2 separate regions of the Mus musculus genome follow, and region 2 is linked to region 1. Evidence: chromatin contacts called from public capture Hi-C data. All regions are on one chromosome and are shown on one strand. Each heading gives the region's core, a stretch centred on a gene start, on an enhancer-like site or on the middle of the called end of the contact. The rest is flanking DNA. Distances are from core to core; before and after follow the strand shown.

Evidence for each region. Capture Hi-C pulls out chosen DNA fragments and counts their contacts.
Region 2: a contact with region 1 is called in a capture Hi-C map of embryonic stem cells, with 4 times the contacts expected there. The contact joins two enhancer-like sites. A contact is called at or near these places in 2 of 15 datasets of contacts at CTCF or cohesin (embryonic stem cells and pro-B cells), 39 of 484 Hi-C or Micro-C datasets (B cells, CD4 T cells, CD8 T cells and 26 more), 7 of 115 datasets of contacts at active chromatin or transcription factors (CD8 T cells, acute myeloid leukemia, bone marrow-derived dendritic cells and 2 more) and 3 of 9 other capture datasets (adipose tissue, embryonic stem cells and liver).

The regions. Positions count from the first base shown.
Region 1 is chr3:35,688,050-35,695,171 of GRCm38.p6, reverse strand. No RefSeq gene overlaps it. Among named protein-coding and RNA genes, the nearest start is that of Gm6639, 25 kb to the right of the region's middle. Within about 2 kb of position 1,996, at least 45 of the 459 cell types and tissues checked have an H3K27ac peak or open chromatin away from gene starts, as enhancers often do.
Region 2 is chr3:35,800,492-35,807,067 of GRCm38.p6, reverse strand. It overlaps Atp11b (ATPase, class VI, type 11B), which reads right to left. Exons shown (of 30, transcript NM_029570.4): 10 at 6,503-6,576; 11 at 1,184-1,334; 12 at 103-300. Among named protein-coding and RNA genes, the nearest start is that of Atp11b, 50 kb to the right of the region's middle. Within about 2 kb of position 4,882, at least 2 of the 459 cell types and tissues checked have an H3K27ac peak or open chromatin away from gene starts, as enhancers often do.

The DNA of each region.
Region 1 (7,122 bases), core at 747-3,246:
AGATATTCATTTTTCTTCATTTAGTGGTATTGTCAGGATTTAAATAAGAAGGAAAGTATGTGGTTACTTTATTTGCTTAATCAGAAATCAGCCTATATGCCACCAGAGAGTGGGCTCAGCAGTAAACTGTATACTGTTGTTGTAGAGGGTAGGAATTCAGTTCCCAGCACCCACACCATCTGTAAGCCCCAGGAAGGTCTGATGCTACTACCCATCATGGGCACCACCACATCCTCCCCCACATACACATTATTAAAAAATAAATCTCAAAATTAAATATATCAGTCATTAATTTCAGTGTTTCAATTTTTTTTTAACTGTATGTCTTTGAGGCAACACATAATGGGATGAATTCAAATAATGTTTTGAGTCGGAAAAGCAGAATTTTATCACTGCCTTCTCATGCTTCCCTGCTGGGCTCAAGAACTAATTTGACACATGAAAAAAGTAAGAGGAGAACATAAGTATTTAATCTTAGTTTTGTGGACTGGGGAGCTCCGACTGAGAACTAAACATCAGGGAAGGGGTGACGTTCGAATGCTTTTATATTAAGTTGAACAGAGACACGAGTACAGAGAAGTAAATTCTGTAGGAGGCTAAAGGAAAATAGGAATTGTTTTAGCAGGGTTTGTTTGTACAGAATCCTGTTTGTTGTGCCTCCCCATTGAGAGGCATTCTTTTTTGCCTAGTCTTCAGTGTAGGTTTTTTTTTTTTTTTTATTCTCCTGTATGCAAGGAGAAGGGAATGAAGGGGATTCCTTTCCTTCAGCATCTGCTGCTTTTCAAATACCTTCCACTCCAAACAACACTCATGCCGAAGTGGCACATTCCAGGAATTTTATAAATGGACTGACAAAGGATCTAAAGGATTCTTTTGTTCCTTACTTTGGCTATCAAATTATGACAGAGTGACCACCCCTAAAATCGGGATGCTCTCGGGAATCTCATACTACCAGAAGAAAAAGTTTCAAGCCTGTAGCTAACCAGAGGGGCACTTGTCGCTAGAAACTGGTTTGCACCTTGTCCTTGCAGGAGACAATGATTTGCAGGTCAGTGATCTGCAGGACCCTACCTTGACCAGGGCTATTTATGCTTTCCCCAGGCCTTTTACTAAGTTAGCTCATGACATCCTCCTGAAGACAACCGGGGTGGGAGGTGCCAGTAGTGAGGGGTCAGAGACAAAGCTCTACACCGCCATCCTAGCCTGAGCAGCTAGCTACCCAAGATGTTTAAGGACCAAGATGTCAGGCGGAAATGGGACTTCAATAGCAAGAATTTCAGGACTGTTGGAGCAGAGATTTTGTTAATTGTTTTCATACAGGCTTACACAGAGGCCTGAAAGAAAGAGTGTTGCTCCGACGAAAGTAAGACACAGCCGGAAGTACAGGTGTAGACTATTCACAGGAATCACACTTCAAGAGTCTTAGCGATGACGTCACCGGAGGCGGGAAGACGAGGACACACGTCACCTTTAGCACCCTTGGGACTTTTATGAACCTTAACTCAGTCGCTGAAAGAACTTTAAGATTTGCCAATTTATGAAGCAGAGTTGGTGATTTCATCAAGGGTATCTCAATGGAAATGTAAGCTCAAGGGCGGAGAGACAGATGAGGGCTCAAAAGACAGTAAGCACATCTGGGAACAGTGGATTGATCGATCCAGCCGGTCTCCGATGACTCCCAGAGAGGTAAAGTGTGTCCTGTGTGTGAACTTGTAGGAAGAACATCTACTTACCATCGTATGCTTATACATGATCGGGCATGCACATGATTAATAGCAGATGTATCATGGGAAAAGACAGGCATAGTGAGCAAAGGCTTGCTTAACGTAAGCCTATCAATGAAAACAGGAAAGCAAGGGCTGGAGAGATGGCTCAGCAGTTAAGAGAACTTCCTGTTCTTCCAGAGAACGTGAGTTCAGTTTCTAGCATTCATGTCTGATACCTATAATTCTACCCAGCTCCAGGGACTATGGCACCCTCTTCTGGCCTCTGAGGGCACTGTACTCATGTGGATTCTTTTAAATCACGTGCTCTCGCTAGAGGTTCAGGCTGTGCTCTCCTCTGTTATGTGAAAGCTGTGCCCTGGGTGACTCCATTTTACAAAGCAGCAAATTCAGAGGCAACATGACTGTCCACGTAGATACCACCGGAAGCACAGACTGCCAGATAACTGATTCTTTTTTTTTTTAATTTTTTTATTAGGTATTTTCCTCATTCCAATGCTATCCCAAAAGTCCCCCATACCCTCCCCCCCACTCCCCTACCCACCCACTCCCCCTTTTTGGCCCTGGTGTTCCCCTGTACTGGGGCATATAAAGTTTGCAAGTCCAATGGGCCTCTCTTTGCAGTGATGGCTGACTAGGCCATCTTTTGATACATATGCAGCTAGAGTCAAGAGCTCCGGGTTACTGGTTAATTCATAATGTTGTTCCACCTATAGGGTTGCAGATCCCTTTAGCTCCTTGGGTATTTTCTCTAGCTCCTCCATTGGGGGCCCTGTGATCCATCCAATAGCTGACTGTGAGCATCCACTTATGTGTTTGCTAGGCCCCGCAGATAACTGATTCTTAAAAAAGGTACCAATTATAAACTTATCAAAGTAGATTTGAAACCACAACAGAAAAATCCAGACCCAAGAAACCCTCAAACACACAGGCCAAGGAAGGGTGAGATCTCCTTACCTAGACCCCACTAACAGACACTCAATACCATGATGATGACAGTCCCAGCAACGGTCATCCACTTGTCTGGTATGGGGGCAGAGACTTCTTGAGCTTCAGCCCAGCAAGCTCCTTACTTCTTGAAACATCCCTTATGAGTTGCCATCTGTTGGTCTGTCTGTCTATACCTATGGACCAGGTCTTCACCACTGTCGTCCTGCGTTTCTGCCCTACCTTGTGGTCCCATGATTCAGCTCAGTGCCACCGGCTTGCTCTCCAACTGGATTTTAAAACTACCTGCAGTACCTGCATCTGTACCAATTTTTTTGTAAAGCCCTCTTTGAACTATACCACTTCATTAACCCATTAGTAGCCATTCTGCAATTTACATGCATACAGACACACACATGCACATACACATGTATGCACACTTGTGAGTCTGAAGTACAATGTCAGATCTGAGAGTTGATGTTAGTGATTAAGACCGGAATAAAGTAATGTGTGTTGCCAATAGTCTGCTATCAAGGGAAACTGGGACACCCAGGTAAACCGTAGCCAGCAAAAGCAACATAGCTTGTGAATTTATCATTATTTAATAAAGTCTGACATCGTCAAGAGTCTCAATGTGCCCTTCTGTGTTTTGTGCACAGAACACATTTAAATTATTTTCCTCCTACAGTTAATGTGTCATGAATCCTTTATTTATTTATTTATTTATTTATTTATTTTGTCTTCAATATAAATTTATTTGGTTTAATACTGCTTGAGAGTGACTTAGGTTTGGGGAGTCCTCAGACTCTTCAATACTCCTCAGCCTTACTAGGTCTCCTTATGACCATGATAGGCAGAGGGGAATGTGAACATGATTTGGGGACATGTGAACAGAGATTTGGGTACTCTCCTTAAAATCATCATCTTGTAAAACTAAAGACAGAAGCCCAGGTAGAAGAGCTTTAAAGTAGGCTCTTCAAAGAGAAACACTACTTTCTATAATCAAACACTATATTAGTTTTTGTTTTTATTGATTGTGGCAGGGCCTGGTGGAACACACACACTTTTAGAGGCAGAGGCAAGCAGATCTTTGAGTTCAAGGCCAGTCAGATCTCTACGATGGATTCCAGATCAGCCAGGGCTACACAGTGAGCTCTTGTCACAAAAACAATGTATTTGTGACTCCTAAGAGATGAACACTCTTTCCATTATGGTTGCTGAAAGGCCTGTGGGCATGTGTATATGGACTGATCATCAAGGTTGGCTACACACCTCAGGCAGTGGCCACAGCATAGCCTTTGTCTACAAACACTGCCTCATTTATCAAGTAATTTGTCTTCAAAGACTATTTCATTCATCACACAACAGAAAGAAATTATGTTAAGGACTGCACTCTGATGAAAAGGTCAGGACTGTACCCAGGTACTTCTAACTCCCTTCCATACTGTGAAACTTGAGGTGGTGAGATCTCACGCCATCTGTGAGCACATCCTCGTGGACTTTGACAATGCCGGATGATACTCATTGGCAACTGAGAAGCCCAAGTAACTAAACAGTTTTCTTCCTTTTTCATGTCTCTTTTGGAATTAGAGTTTTAAAAAACATGCTCATGATAATTAATATCTTATCTGGTATATTTCTAATGATAAAATGATACTAATCTTGGTTTTAGTGAGGTTACACATGAAGATTTTATGTCCTTTTGTTTAAGCATGTATTTGTTGGTGTTATCACTGTTTGCTTACCCTAAACCTCTCCCTTATTCAAAACTAGTATTTAAAAGAGTCAAGGGTTTTCACTGTCTCTCTGTGTACACTTATGTGTCTACACGTGTATATATATTCTAATTATTCAGTATCATCTGGATAAAAGAAATTTAGTTTCTTAAAGTTTAACTTTAATTCTATTTACTCTAGCTAGAAATACCCAAAATTTTCTGGTGATGGATGGAGGGCCAATCAATCAGTGGGCTAGAAAGTGGGTCTGTTGCAGGTGACACCTGTAGCTAGGGTCCTGGTGTGGCTCAAACCCTGAGCTAGCGGGAGTACAGGCACCTTCTGAGCCAAGGTATCAGTGTTAGGGTTTAGCCTTGGAAAAATTCCTTGGCAGATAGGGGCCATGGAATGCTGCAGAAATCACACCAACCAACAAGTCTCATACAAGAGAGAGGATGGGGAGGGGGTGGTGGTGGGATCCTTTGGAGGAGGAAGTGAAAGGTAACCTCTCAGTGGGGACAACAGAAAGACAGGGATGCCCCCTCACGCATGCGCGTAAACACACACACACACACACACACACACACACACACACACACACACACAGAAAGTAGGCCACAGAGGCTAATTATGTTATCTCAGGCTACAATCTTTCTCAGAGAGCAGTTCTCCAGGAGCATCCACCAAACTATCTAACGAAGTCTCTCTTCCCTTTTGCCCTTTTCCCACTTGGTCAAGGGCTATTGATTTAAAGTAGATTCAAAGTCTGTTTATTTAGGTTCCCTCTCCCATTCTCTCCCTCCCTCCCTCCCTCCCTCCCTCCCTCCCTCCCTCCCTCCCTCCCTCCCTCCCTCCCTTCCCCCTCCCCCCCCTCTTTCTTGGTAGGACCTCAGATAGCCCAGGCTAGCCTTGAATTTACCATGTGGACTAAGGATAACCCTAAGCTTCTCATGTTTCTGCTTCTGTCTCTTCTTTGGTGGGATAACAGTGAGCACTTCCATGCTGGGTTTACACTGTGCCAGGCATCGAACCCAGGCCTTTGTGTGTGCCAAGGCCTACCAAGGCAAGTACTCTACCAAGTGAGCTACTGCTCTTTGCTGCTTCCTCTCCCTTTCTTTCCCATTTGTTTGTTTTTAGCATAACAGAAAAACAGCATAGCTTCCTGGAAGAAGCTAAATACTTTTGCTGAAGTCGTATTGGCGCTTTACTGGAAGGTGACTCTTTATCCATAATTTAAAAATTTTTTGAGAGTATATTTAATTATATCATTTCCCCTTTCCTTTTTCTTTCCGCAAACCCACCCATATACCCCCTGCCTACTTTGCTCTTTTTCAAATTCATGATCTTTTTTCTTTAATTGCTATTACACATACATGTACACACACACACACACATTCCTAAATACATAAATACAACCTGCTCAGTCTATATACTGTTACTTGTATGCACATATTTTCAGAGCTGACCGTTTGATATTGGGTAGCCCATTACTGTGGTCCTCCCTGGGTAAGGCTGTTTTTCCTGATTTCAGCATTCCTTAGCTCCCCGGAGTTTTTAAAGCTGAAGGGGCATGAGCCCTAGAAGGTGACTTTTAGACACATTTGCAATGGAATGTTCCTTGTCTTACCCATTTCTAGACATTTAAGGCACACAAACTTTGGAGAAGCTATGGGCCAAGACACTTAAACAGACTTTTGTATTCCTAGACCTTGTCCAAAGCTCCTACCTCAGTCTCTTGCCTGCTTATGGTTCAGGTGTGCCGCAGTTCATAACCAGGCAAACTCACGGCTTCTCAAAGCATTACCTAACTGGAACCATAGGTTGAAGCATACTTTGGTGCCACCTTATGCTAAGCGGGCAGAATTGCACCTACTTAGACCAGCTTCATTGCCACGCTCTCAATGAATTGAAACAAGGAACCTATAGTACTTTTGTGTGTGTGTGCTATACCTTAATTTCTTTTTTCAAATGTAATATTATAAAAGTGATAACCATATTGAATGACATTAAAATAGATGATTTAGCATGGACAAATATTCGTGAGAAAGTTATATAATCTGTGTTAAATTTCCTTTCTGTTTCTATCACAGGATACCCTAAGACTGGAATGAGGCACATGAAAACCACTTTGTGTATTATTGTACAATTGATGGGAAAGTCAGAAAACCATGGATAAATCAAAGGAAGCAGAGTAGCCAGCTGCTGGTGGCTGTGGCAGTCAGTACTTAGAAGGTCCTGACCATGTACCAGGACCTCATTTAATCCTCTCATATCCCTGTGAGATTAGCACAGTAACTATCTCCATTTTAAAGACTGGGAAAGGGAGGCAGAGAGATTTAGTGACTTGCTTAGGGTCACGCTGTTAACTAAATAGCCCAACCAAGGTCTGACTTTTGAACCCGTGTATTTGGCTGTAGTGTCTACAGTTACTAGGTTATTATCTCCAACGTTAAGACAGTAGAAGGAATAACATATGTTTATTGAGCAATTACTGTGTGGAGTAAGTAGTCACATGTTTCATCTTATTTCAACTTTGCACCGACTTTATGAGGAGCATATGGTCTCATTTCAGAAATCAGAAACCCAGTGTTACAGAAGATAGCTAACTTGTGCAAGATAAACCCAGTGTTACGGAAGATAGATAACTAACTTGTGCAAGATCACAGAGAATAGGTGATTCTTGATCTGCATTATTTCACGGCACAGTTCTTTGGTGGCAGGGGAGGGGGAATGTCAGGCAGGGGGAAGAGGGGGAG
Region 2 (6,576 bases), core at 3,633-6,132, 110 kb before region 1:
AAGGAAAAGGTGCTCTGGTAGAACCTTTGTGATATTTTCTATTGGAACACAACTTTTACATGGAATTCTCTGATAAACAGGAAGCGCGAGGATCATCGTCACCTGCCCAAGCTCTTCATTCAGATCAGAAGTATTGACTTGAGCTTTCTGATCTGACTCTTCGTGATACAGATCAAGATCCCAGCCAATAAAAAATGATCCAAGAAATTTCTGCATCTCAACTGTCACATACAGAGAAATTGGAATGATGAAATTGTAGAGTACCAAAAAAGCAAGGAAGTCAGAAATAAATCTCAGAATCTAGGAAAAAAAAAAGAGAAAGAAATGATTATTATGAGAAAATTCCTGTTTAAATAAATCACCATCAACCATATCCTGAGGTAACCTAGCATCAAGAACCAAAAGGCCTAGCCTAACCTGTTTTACTACTGCATCTCCTCTGCTTACTGGGGTCAGGGAAAGGAAAGTACCAGGACTCAGTTTGTCACTTTTCAGAAGGTAACGTCACTGGCATGTGAACACCCCCAATCACAAGCACACCATGTGCAGTATGACAGCCATCCTGTTTAAAGATCGTGGTGACTAAGATATGCATAGAACGTAAGCATCCTGGGACACACTTTCTAGGAAGCCCAGCCACTGCAGTATGAGCTGCAGCAACAGCACAGCAGCGCTACCTTTCAATATGCTCTCTGAGGATGGAGATGCTGGCCATGGGAACCTAGACTGATTTGCTTTGTTGCCTTGTGAGATCAAAATGTTTTCTAAAATGTACATTTTAAAGAGAAATTTAGAGCACAATTATTTACTAAAATTGCAGGTTAAATTCTGTCCATATGTCAAGACGCTTAAGAATTCTTGAATTATTCAGACATGGATTAACATAAATGTATTCTTTAATTCATTTATAAGGTACAAGAGACGATTTTTTTAAAGTCCTGAATTTGTAATACTGAAGTAGAATGCACATGTTTTGACATATAAGCTTTTGTATTCTTCTTAGGCTTTAAACTAGGGCATGCACACCAATGCTAACATGTTGCTTGCTCTTCCAAAGAGACATGAGGTCAATACGACTCTGTAATGAGGTCACACTGATCCTCCCCATCAGATGTCACTACCACAACACCAACTGTTTGCACAGAACTTCCTTTACAGCTGGATCATGAATAACACATAATACCTTACTACTGTTTCTTTGATGTTCTGTTTTTTGGTTATACCAAGGTTCATCCCATTTTTCTTCAGCTTGCCAGGTATATTTCAAGATCGTACTGATGATGGCCTCAGAAATAAGTATTATTAGGTAAATTATTAAAAATGTGTTCATTGATCTAAAGCAAGAAAAAGAATATAAACATAACAATAAATTTTATGTTCATTTGCTTAGAAATTAATACTTAGATATGTCAAAATATTTAAGATTTTATTGTAGCCATTTTAAAGAACAGTATTTTTTAAAATGATCATTTAATAAAAAAATAATAACCAGAAATCCAATTATAAACTAATGAATCACAAGAGGATAGCAAGATATATCCCAAAGTACAATAGTGACACCTATATTTTGGGGGTTATCACGGATCATCTAATTGGACTTGAAGCCTACTATATAGGAGGAAATCCATGTCAGGTACTGTAAATATTGCCATCTGTGGCTGGTGAGGTCATGAACCCTAGAGGAGAACCTACTCAACAATCTTTCTAACCTAGTATGATTTCTAGCTTCATTCTAAGTATCTATGCTGTTTGTACAGATAGTGTAGCTCTCACCACTCATCAAAGAAGCTTCTTGCAGCAGATGGAGGACCTATCAGAAATCCACAACTGGTCAAAATACAGAGCAACTGACCATGAAGTGCCCAGCTCCATCTATCACATAACCCCAACATGGAACATTGTAGAAGAGGGGGCAGAAAATTTTTAAGAGCCAGGAGACCAGGACATCTCCTATGAAATGGCACTATGTAACAGTTTCCTCCCAGACTGAAACATTCCATCCTGCAGGGAAACTTCTTAAACAGGAAAGTAAACAACTCAAAAGAGTTCAGGAAGTCCCTGAAGCTAACCAGACTCATTAGGCCCCTCCCTGACATAGTGAGAATAAAAGCTGAGAGTCCCACTCAGAAGAGTTGAGCTGCAAAGATTCTTGCACTAGACTGGCACCTGGAGGAAGCAGAAACCAGCTGAGCTGCCTGGAAGAAGTTTAGACCAAGTTGAGTCACTTGGAAAGAACACTTTGGAAATTGTTGAGATGTCTGCAAGCTGTGCAGTATGCTCCAGGTTCCCAGTTTGATGTCCTGGGGTGGGCTTTGGTGATGCATGCAGGTATCTTTAAGTCATTATTGCTTCTGAAAGTAACCTCTTGCCCACATTCCCATAAGTCCAATAAAATTCATTGGTTCACCAAGTTGGATTTTGGTGGTATCTCTACTTTGGGGTGTTGTATCTGGAGTGAGTAGACATGTGTGTTGTGTCTTTCCAAAAGAAGTCACAACAGACAGTGTCTTCTATATATGACAGGGGACTACATCCATGAAATCTTAATCACGTGGTGACCTGAAGAATGACATCATCAGCTGGTATGCCAATATGGATGGGGAAATATGTCAAGGTCCCACTCCAAGATACAGTGCTACAGGAATTACAAGTCACTAAGAGAGGGGTAATCACTCTTCTCTAGAGATATGTCCTGTATAAGTTATCCAATTTGAAGTAGTAACCCTAAATGCATATATATGAACAATAATTGATCTCAGCAAGTTGTATTAAAATTCACGTGTTTGTACATTTAATAAAAATAACAAGAAGAGTTCTTAAATTTGAGATGGATAAGGGATGTTGTGGGCGAAGCTAGAGAGAAGAGGGTGTGGTGAAATGACATAAGTACTCAAGTATGAAATTCTAGAAAATATTTTTAAAAGCTGTATCAGGAATAAATAAACCAATATATACAATGTTACAGTAAGTTTGGGTCACTGGCTTTTACTACAACTATTCTCAGATTTTCAGGTTTATCTAATTATAACAGCTAAAATTAACATTTATATAGCATTAAATGTTTTTCAAAACTTCTGTTACATCTACTACCTTAACCAAATCCTAAACATCTAGCTTTTTAAAAAATAAAAAAAGCTGGGCAATGGTGGCACACACCTTTAATCCCAGCACTTGGGAGGCAGAGGCAGGAGAATTTTTGAGTTTGAGGCCAACCTGGTCTACAGAGTGAGTTCCTGGACAAGCAGGGTTATACAGAGAAACCCTGTTTCAAAAATCTGAAAATAAATAAATAAATAGAAAGATTGAAGATATTGTGAGATCCTCTCTAGGGACAAAACTCCAAACCTAGAGATAACTTAATAATTTCATCAAATCACCAAAAGTAAAGAATTCAGAAACCCTCTTTCATTCATTGAGCAACCTTAATACAATGTCCAATTTTAAGTCAGAAAAACAAAATATTCATGTAAGTAAAGAAATTTTTTCATTAAACAATTAAAATGTATAGAAACATAATTACAATGGTGTGATGAACTTCATGCCTAGTGAGAATGCAAGAAAAACATAAGTCAAAGTTTTCACAAAAACTCTGCAGGGTAGAAAAATACCTGCATTCCTGGCTTTTCTCCCTAGGCCTCCCATACTTTACCTTTTTTTCTAACTAAGGACATATTTACTCTTACATAGCCTCCAGCATAAATCCTAGTACAACCAGATGACTGTAAGAACACATGGGAAGTAGAGGCATAAGAAGAGGTGGCTCTTTCTCTACTTGATCATGTGTTAGGCATAGTATTATTTGGTACTTCAACTTTAGGACTACTCACATTTTAAAATATCAAATTATTTGGTTCAAAAGAATAAAACAAATAATCCACAATGACCAGGGAATTAGATTTGATTAAGGTTCACATTTATAAAACCTGAACTTATTTGCATGCAATTAATTCCATATACAGATTAACTGCCATTACCAGGAACTGTCCCATCATCACTTTACATATGTAAATATAGATGTATAAATATATATGTATCTACATATAAATATAGATGAATATGTAAATGTATAAAAATATTTTTATCTGGGGCCCAGCATGATGACATACACCTTTAACCCCAGCACACTGAAGGCAGAGGCAGGTAGTTTTCTCTGAGCTCAAGGTAGGCCTAGTCCACATAGTGAGTTCCAGTATATCCAGAGTTACATAGAGAGACTCTGCCTCAAAAAACAAAAACAAAACAAAACAAAAATTTTAATCATTTTTTATTTTATCTTGTGTGTATGTGTGTTTTGCATGCATATTATATATCTGCACAGGTATCTGGTACCTGTGGATATCAAAAGGTGTGAGATACTATAGAATGGAATTACAAATGGTTAGGAGCCACCATTGGGTGCTGGGAACCAAACCCAGGTCCTCTAAAGATCAACAAGTGTTCTTAATTGGTGAGCCACATCTTAGAATTCCTTCTCTCTTTCTATTCGCACTTACCCCACACTGAATCTCTGTCCCCTGGCAGCAATAATCTGTTCCCAACCTATACAGCCTTTTAATTTTGAAAAAGTCACACAACTGGAAATATGCAGTATGTAATCTTTGAACTTGATTTTTGTACCAATTATAACAACTTAGTAGTCTATTCTGATGCACCCCTACCAACAGTGTATGAGATCTAGTCCCTCTGCTTCCTTCTAACTCTTATTAACAGAGTACTCCTTTAGTCTTGTTTAAGTGGTGAGTTATCCTCACTGTCGTTCTGGTGATATTGTATAACAGCCAGTGATGTTGACTCAGCATATTTATCTCTTCATTTGTCACCTACAACTCCTTTGATGACCTGTGATTCATGTTTTTTGATAACATCTAACTGAATCTTTGTATTACTGTTTGGTTTAAGTTTGTGGTTTGCAAACATTTCCCCCTGTCTGTAGCTTGTCTTTCCATCCTTTCAAGAGGAGTTGAAAACATTTTTAATTTACATGGAGTTATTTAATTAACTTTGTCGTTCAAGAGTTATACTTTTTTGGGTTTTTTTTTTTAAAGGTGCTTAAGTCCAGATCCTAAACATCTTTATATGACATCTATCTTTACAATTCTGTTTCATTCAATAATCATTATTTTTGGATGCTGGAGACTGAGCCCATGGTCCTAGTGTATGTCCTCTCACTAGCAAAAGCTCTCTGCTCCCGCACTTTTATTAAAAACCTCACTCTGGGTATTATATATAACAGGTCGCAGAGTCTATAGATTTTCACGTTCTTCAGAAGAGTGTTGATTTGTGTTCTAGTGGACAGTTAACTTTAAGCACCTAACTTCACTGCAACTGGTGAAAGTCAAATTCTGTTTAGCTCCTCCCCACGCCCCAGCATTCTGCTAGGTTTTGTTTGTTTATTGTCAACTTGTACCTACACAGGTTTATCAGCCATGCAAGAATTTAGGCAGGCTTTATGTATTAGTTTTAAAGTCCATTGTTTCCTATGCTATCTTATCTATTTTCTCCTAACTTTCTAGGTGCTCTTCCAGTGTTAAACCCTGTCCTCTAACAATTCAACCACATAAAGAAATACAGCTTAGACTTTTGCTTTTTTTACTTCTCCCACTTCCGCCAATCATCTTCAGGATTGGACTCATTGCTAGTTTTGACCTTCTTTTGGTTACTAGCCCAGGGTAGTCTGAAACTCATGATCTTCCTGTCTCTGCCTTCTAAGATTGCTGGAATGCCATCACCATGTGCAACATTACTTGTGTGTGTGCGTGTGTGTGTGTGCGCATGTGTATGTGTGCATGTGTATGTGGATTTGCATGCCTGTACTGATACACAGACATGTATGTGTTATGGTGTATGCATGCTTAATATTGGTATGTCCCTCTCTTGGTGTGTACCTTATTTCTTGAGACAAGAGTTTCACACTAAATGCAGAGTTCACTATTTCTGCTAAACTAGCTGACTGGCAAGCTCCTGTGATCTTCCTGTCTCTACATAGAAGGTTACAGGTACATGCCACCACAACCAGCTTTTTATATGAGTAGTGGGTGTCTTAATTCAGGTTCTCATTCTTGCACACCAAGTGTTTTATTCAAAACTACTGCCTCATAACCTACACTATATTTGGTCATATTTTCATACTAACAGTCAAATCAATACTATGTAAAATGCTAAATATATACAAAAACATAAAACATCATCTTTATCCAATAAGAATATCATTTTTATATGTAATATGAAATACCCTTTTAAAGGACTTATTTTTATGTGTATGAGTATCTTGCCTGCATGTGTGTAATTGCACTGTATATATCATTAATGTCCATGGAGATCCCTTAGAACAGAGTTTAAAATGGTTCTGAGCCACCATGTGGGTGCTGGGAACCAAACCAGATTGTCTGCAAGAGCAACAGTGTTCTTAACCACTGAGTCATCTCTCTAGCTCCTGAAAAGTCTATTTTCATATATGTTATACATATATAAGATACACATATAATTATGAAAGTTTTCTTACTTTTCTACTGCAGATCTTTTCTGTGACTTGCTCTTGTAATTTAGTGCCATCTTAGTTTCCATTCCAGTGTATAC